2 separate regions of the Sus scrofa genome follow, and region 1 is linked to region 2. Evidence: chromatin contacts called from public Hi-C data. All regions are on one chromosome and are shown on one strand. Each heading gives the region's core, a stretch centred on a gene start, on an enhancer-like site or on the middle of the called end of the contact. The rest is flanking DNA. Distances are from core to core; before and after follow the strand shown.

Region 1 (2,910 bases), core at 332-2,831, 350 kb before region 2:
AGTTCCCGTCGTGGCGCAGTGGTTAACGAATCTGACTAGGAACCATGAAGTTGCGGTTCCGTCCCTGACCTTGCTCAGTGGGTTAACGATCCGGCGTTGCCGTGAGCTGTGGTGTAGGTTGCAGACGCGGCTCGGATCCCGCGTTGCTGTGGCTCTGGTGTGGCCGGTGGCTACAGCTCCGATTGGACCCCTAGCCTGGGAACCTCCATATGCCGCCTGAGCGGCCCAAGAAATAGCAACAACAACAACAACAGCAACAGCAACAACAAAAACAAAAAACAAAAAAAAAACCCCCACATTTTCAGAGTTTCCATTATGGCTCAGTGGGTTAAGAGCACCGCATGGTGTCATGAGGATGCGGCCTCCATTAGTGGTTTAAGGTGTTGCCACAAGCTTTGGAATAGGTCACAGATGGGGCTTGGATCTGGTGTTGCTGCGGCTGTGATGTGGGCCTGCAGTTGCAGCTGCAGTTCGACCCCCAGTCTGGGAACATCCATATGCTGCAGCTATAATGGAAAAAATAAAAATCATTTAAAATTTTTAAAAAGTTCAGGAAAGAAAAAGAAAACCACATTTTCCCTGGCAAGAAATGGCTTTCTTTAATTGTCTTATCTTTTATATTTAATTGTTCTCTCTTTTGTGAACTAATGTGGATAGTAGTTGTTTAATGATTACTTTTAATGCTATTGGTTGGGGACTTTTTTTAATTAGCAATCTTTTTTAAAATCCTCCATTTATATATTTATTCATTTTGTCTTTTTAGGGCTGCACCCACAGCATATGGAGGTTCCTAGGGGTCTAATCGGAGCTGTAGCCACCAGCCTATGCCACAGCCACAGCAACGCAGGATCCAAGCTGCGCCTGCAACCTACACCACAGCTCACGGCAACACCAGATCCTTAACCCACTGAACGAGGCCAGGGATCGAACCCGCAACCTCATGGTTCCCAGAAGGATTCGTTTCCACTGTGCAACAGGAACTCCTAAGTCCTCCATAAAACTCTTTCCTTTTTGGCTTGTCAAATCTCGAAACCTGGGAATCTCTGCAATATCTCGAGTTTTTTTGTTTTGTTTTGTTCTTGTCTTTTTGCCTTTTCTGGAGCTGTTCCCTCGGCATATGGAGGTTCTCAGTCTAGGGGTCTTATCGGAGCTGTAGCCACCGGCCTACACCAGAGCCATAGCAACGCGGGATCCGAGCCACATCTGTGACCTACACCACAGCTCACAGCAACGGCAGATCCTTAGCCCACTGAGCAAGGCCAGGGGTCGAACCCGCAACTTCATGGTCCCCAGTTGGATTCGTTAACCACTGAGCCATGACGGGAACTCCCTCTCTGCAATATCTTTACAATTACTTCAGAGAAGCCTTGAAAACCACCCCCTCAGCCCCAAATCTGTTTCCGAGAACAAGAGAAACCTTACTTGAATCCCTTGACTTGCTGCCCACTGAGCAGCCTCCTCGAAGCTACAGAGCAAGGAAGTGAGGCCAAGGCCTTCACCGCCACCCCAAGGACAGGGGGCATGCAGGGCAGCTGGAGATCCGGGTCTGAGATGAATAAAATGGGATAAAGTCACAGGCAGAACACATTTATGCAAAGCAGCAAGAAAGTGGCCTTTATCTGGGACCTGCTGTTTCCGCCACACACACTTGTCACAAGTCTGGCAGAAAAGAGAGGTCAGATGCTGGCTGAATGAATTCATATCCTTATCCTGCTTTTAAAATTGTTTAGTCATGATAATCTCAGTTTTAAAACTTCACTATAGCTGTATTTTCACATTTCAGTTTTCTATAGACAGATATCATGTTACCAACCACAATTCAAAAGCCCTTATGCTCATTTCGTCTGTGACCATTTTATTATTCCTCCCTCCCCTCTCCCCTCTTTCCTTAAACAAGGAAAGGGAACACATTTGTAGAGAATTTCATGTGAACAATCAGAAGATTTATATATGCATAATGTGGTCATGTATTGAGGTGAAGTTTAGCTGGCAACCCCCCCCCCCGAAAAAAAACCCCACCAACTCACTTTGGAAAACGAATTTGCTAAAATGTATTCTTTTGTTTCTGTAAAGCAATCAACCCAGAGAACTTTGTTATCAAAGGAGCCACTAGGGGGCACTGCAGTCAAGGCGGACAAGAATGAACGCCGAACCTTTGATCAGCTTGGATAAATTCGAGTCACTTCATTAATGGTGTCAAAAGCGAATTGCCTTCGCAAAATAAGAAGCCACATTTTCACATTTTGTAAAAGGAAAAAAAAAATCCATTTTCTGGCAGCAGAAGCTAAAAAGTAGCTGACTCTTGGTATCCAGATTTGGCCCTGTACTAAGGTGAAAGTAGGTGAACTTGCATGGGAATGTGAACCAAGAGGTCAGGTCACAGAAGACAGGCCCGTCTTGCAATTGTCACACTGCACTTGCTCTGTTGACAGTGTCCTCCCCCCACCTCCCCCCTCGCCCCGGACCCCATCACCCCTGCTAGATAATCACAGGCAAGAAAATTTAGGGGACTTGGAGAAACTTTAAAGTTAGATTTAGGAGAAGTTATTTAATTTCATAATGCATCTGAGATCACCAGCTGCCTGCAGTTGAGGGAGGTCATGATCTCCAGGGGGACATGGTCCCCGGCCATAAAAAGTCAAGAGTGGCTTCTTTGTGACTACAGCAAATGGAGCCAAGACAAATGAAGTGGGGGGCCAGAGGCCAGACACGTGTGTTCTGACACTTTTTTTAAAAAGGACATGTGACTTTTTCATTAAACTAACTCCATATTTATTTAGTTAGTTAGTTATTTTTTAGGGCCACACCTGCGAATATGGAAGTTCCCAGGCTAGGGGTGGAATCAGAGCTGCAGCTGCCAGCCTACAGCACAGCCACAGCAATGGGGGATCCAAGCCGTGTCTGTGACCT
Region 2 (2,814 bases), core at 98-2,597:
TCCACGTGGCAGAAGAGCGATGACAGGTCAATGGCAGTGACCTCAGAGCTATGAAAGAGGGCTGTGCCGTCCTATCCTCTAAAATTCGAATTAATGTTTGTAATTGCACAGTGTCTGGTTGGTGCCCTGTACGAGTTTAGCACCAAGACGAGCTTTACATGTCCTCTTATTTAGCAACTAGTCCAGGAGTCAGCAGACTCCAGCCTGATGCCCATATCCTGCAGCCTCTTTTGATTTTGTTTTTTTTTTTAGCTCTCAAAATTTATTGAAAATTGTGGTGAAATGGTATGTTAAATTGCATGACATACCCTGTGTAACTGGAAATATTTTTCAGTGTCCAGCTGAGTGGCATTAAGCACATCCACACTCTTGTGCAACCATTACCACCATCTGTCTCTAGAGTGTTTTCATAGTCTTCCTGCAGCCTATTTTTATAAATAAAACTTTATATAGGAGTTCCTGTTGTGGCTCAGCGGATTGTAAATCTGACTAGTATCCAAGAAAATGCAGGTTTGATCCTTGGCCATGTTCAGTGGGTTAAGGATCCCGTGTGGCCATGAGCTGTGGTGTAGGTCGCAGACACAGCTCAGATCATAGTGGCTGTGGCTGTGGCTGGCAGCTGTAGCTCTGATTCAACTCCTAGCCTGGAAACCTCCATATACCACAGGTGTGGCCCTAAAAAGCAAAAAAAACAAAAACAAACAAAAAAAACCCCCATTAAATAAGTACATAAAACTTTATAGGAATGCAGACACACTCTTTGGGGTATTATTTATGGCTGCTTTCAATCTGTAGTGACAGAGCCAAGTAGTTGAAATGGACCATGTGGCCTGCAAAGCTAGAACCATTTATTCTCTGGTCCTTTACAGAAAAAAAAGGCTGACCCCCAACCTAGTCTGACCACATTTTACGGTTGGAGGAGACCCAGGGAAGTGAGATGGGGACATACAACACATGGATGAAATTTCTAGGACTGAGACTTTTTCAGTTCCTGGAATTCAAGTGGGGCCTTTTTCTGAGCAACCCTTGGCTTGTGTGTATAAGCTGATGTGTGCAGAGCCCAGCTGTCAAGGTCTCCTTGACTCTGTGTAGCATCCTGTGCCTGGACAACCAGCTGTGGGCTCTGTCCCTCAAAATGGACATTGTAAACCCATTTCAGCAAGTGCTGAGAAAATCTGGCTCTTCAGTGGCTATAGGTCCCTTTGATTTCAAATTCCTCTTGTAATTGCTTTGCTCTTGGTGAGGGATGCAATCGCTGGTTTTCAGTCTCTCCGAAGTAGCACTCACTGCTGTCCCGGCTTCTTTCACAGCCCCATCATGGAAGCCTTTGGCAACGCCAAGACCGTGTACAACAACAACTCCAGTCGCTTCGGGAAGTTTGTTCAGCTGAACATCTGCCAGAAGGGAAATATTCAGGGCGGGAGAATTGTAGATTGTATCCTGTTTCATTTTAGGTTTTGTCCATAGTATGTTGACTATCTACGCAGAAACTGTTCCTTCTTGTCTAAGGACAGAATGTGAAACCTTCCTGGTTGTACCTAGTTGCTGCTCCATTATTATTGTGCTTGACCTGTTAATTATTGTGGGAGACGAGGACCCATCTTTCTTTGGGGAACCTCTGCTAGCACGTCCCTAATCTGAAGACTCGGACTCCTCTTCCAGCATCAGCTCTTTGTTGTTTGAAACCAAGTCTGTCAAATAGTTTGATACTTCCTAGGGCACATGTATCCTGTTCGAAATAGGATTTTGATAAAATACTCTGTGTTTTGTTTGCTTATCTTTTGGCACTGGAAATCTCCATGTCCAAGAAAGAGGGATCTGTAATGATTTGGGTAAGAAAGAAAGAATAGAAAACTAAAGATGCGTTGAGTGTGCCACATCCTTGTTTTGTTCCTTGACTTGCCATTGCGTTTCACATGAAGATTTATTAGAAAAGGTAAGTAAATGTGATGTAATTCACCGTCTCTTCTGCAAGTACAGTTTTCGGCAATTATTGGTTTGTGTTCATTATGCAGAGGAAGCATCTCTGATTTATCTTCACAGAACCGAGTAGTAAGGCAAAACCCCGGGGAAAGGAATTACCACGTATTCTATGCACTGCTGGCAGGGCTAGAACACGAAGAGAGAGGTGAGTGGACGGGACAAACAGTAGAGACATACGTGCTAGCAGCTCATTTTCACTTTAAAAACCATCTGGAAATGAGAAGACATCCATTTAGACTTTGTTGACATTCCACCAGTTGAAAGGAAGTGTATGAGATTAACCAAGATGCTGCATTCATTTAGAGCCAGATCATGGAGAGGGAAAATCTTCCATAGGGAAATCTTGAAATGTTTGGTTTGTTTTGTAGTCTTTGTTCTTTTCTGATTTAAAGGATATTTGTGAAAAATATACTGTGTATTACAACTGGTTTTCCTTTTAAGTCACACCCAAAAGAAGCTGATTTCTGAACATCTGGTGTTTAAAAACAATCTAAACAGGGTCTTCATCAGTTTTTTCTTCAGTAATGTTTTCCATCCCATCTAATTTAATAATTCTATTTTCCCTAGGTGATGGTTAAGAGAAAACATTTTATCTTAATAGTTAATGATTAAGAGCATGGAATTATCTTTGTATTTTATTTTTCAAAGTTGCAGGGTGACCACTGTTTTCAGTTTTGTCTGATCTTGGCCAGTCAAGGACTGAGGTTGTGTTTTTCTTTTCCTTTTTGTAGAAGAATTTTATTTATCTGTGCCAGAAAACTACCACTACTTGAATCAATCTGGATGTGTAGCAGACAAGACAATCAATGACCAGGAATCCTTTAGGGAAGT

The links. Hi-C and Micro-C count contacts between places; a contact is called where the count stands out from the background.
Region 1: a Hi-C map of liver shows a contact between it and region 2, with 2.0 times the contacts expected there. The contact joins two enhancer-like sites. A contact is called at or near these places in 1 of 5 promoter capture datasets (liver), 26 of 47 Hi-C or Micro-C datasets (adipose tissue, alveolar macrophages, blood and 16 more) and 2 of 2 datasets of contacts at active chromatin or transcription factors (alveolar macrophages and skeletal muscle).

Annotation. Positions count from the first base shown.
Region 1 is chr16:6,359,947-6,362,856 of Sscrofa11.1, reverse strand. No RefSeq gene overlaps it. Among named protein-coding and RNA genes, the nearest start is that of BASP1, 23 kb to the left of the region's middle. Within about 2 kb of position 1,581, at least 2 of the 83 cell types and tissues checked have an H3K27ac peak or open chromatin away from gene starts, as enhancers often do. A contact at or near this core is called in liver, where this site is marked.
Region 2 is chr16:6,011,899-6,014,712 of Sscrofa11.1, reverse strand. It overlaps MYO10 (unconventional myosin-X), which reads left to right. Exons shown (of 41, transcript XM_005672397.3): 6 at 1,311-1,435; 7 at 1,923-1,936; 8 at 2,044-2,128; 9 at 2,715-2,814. Among named protein-coding and RNA genes, the nearest start is that of MYO10, 130 kb to the left of the region's middle. Within about 2 kb of position 1,347, at least 5 of the 83 cell types and tissues checked have an H3K27ac peak or open chromatin away from gene starts, as enhancers often do. A contact at or near this core is called in liver, where this site is marked.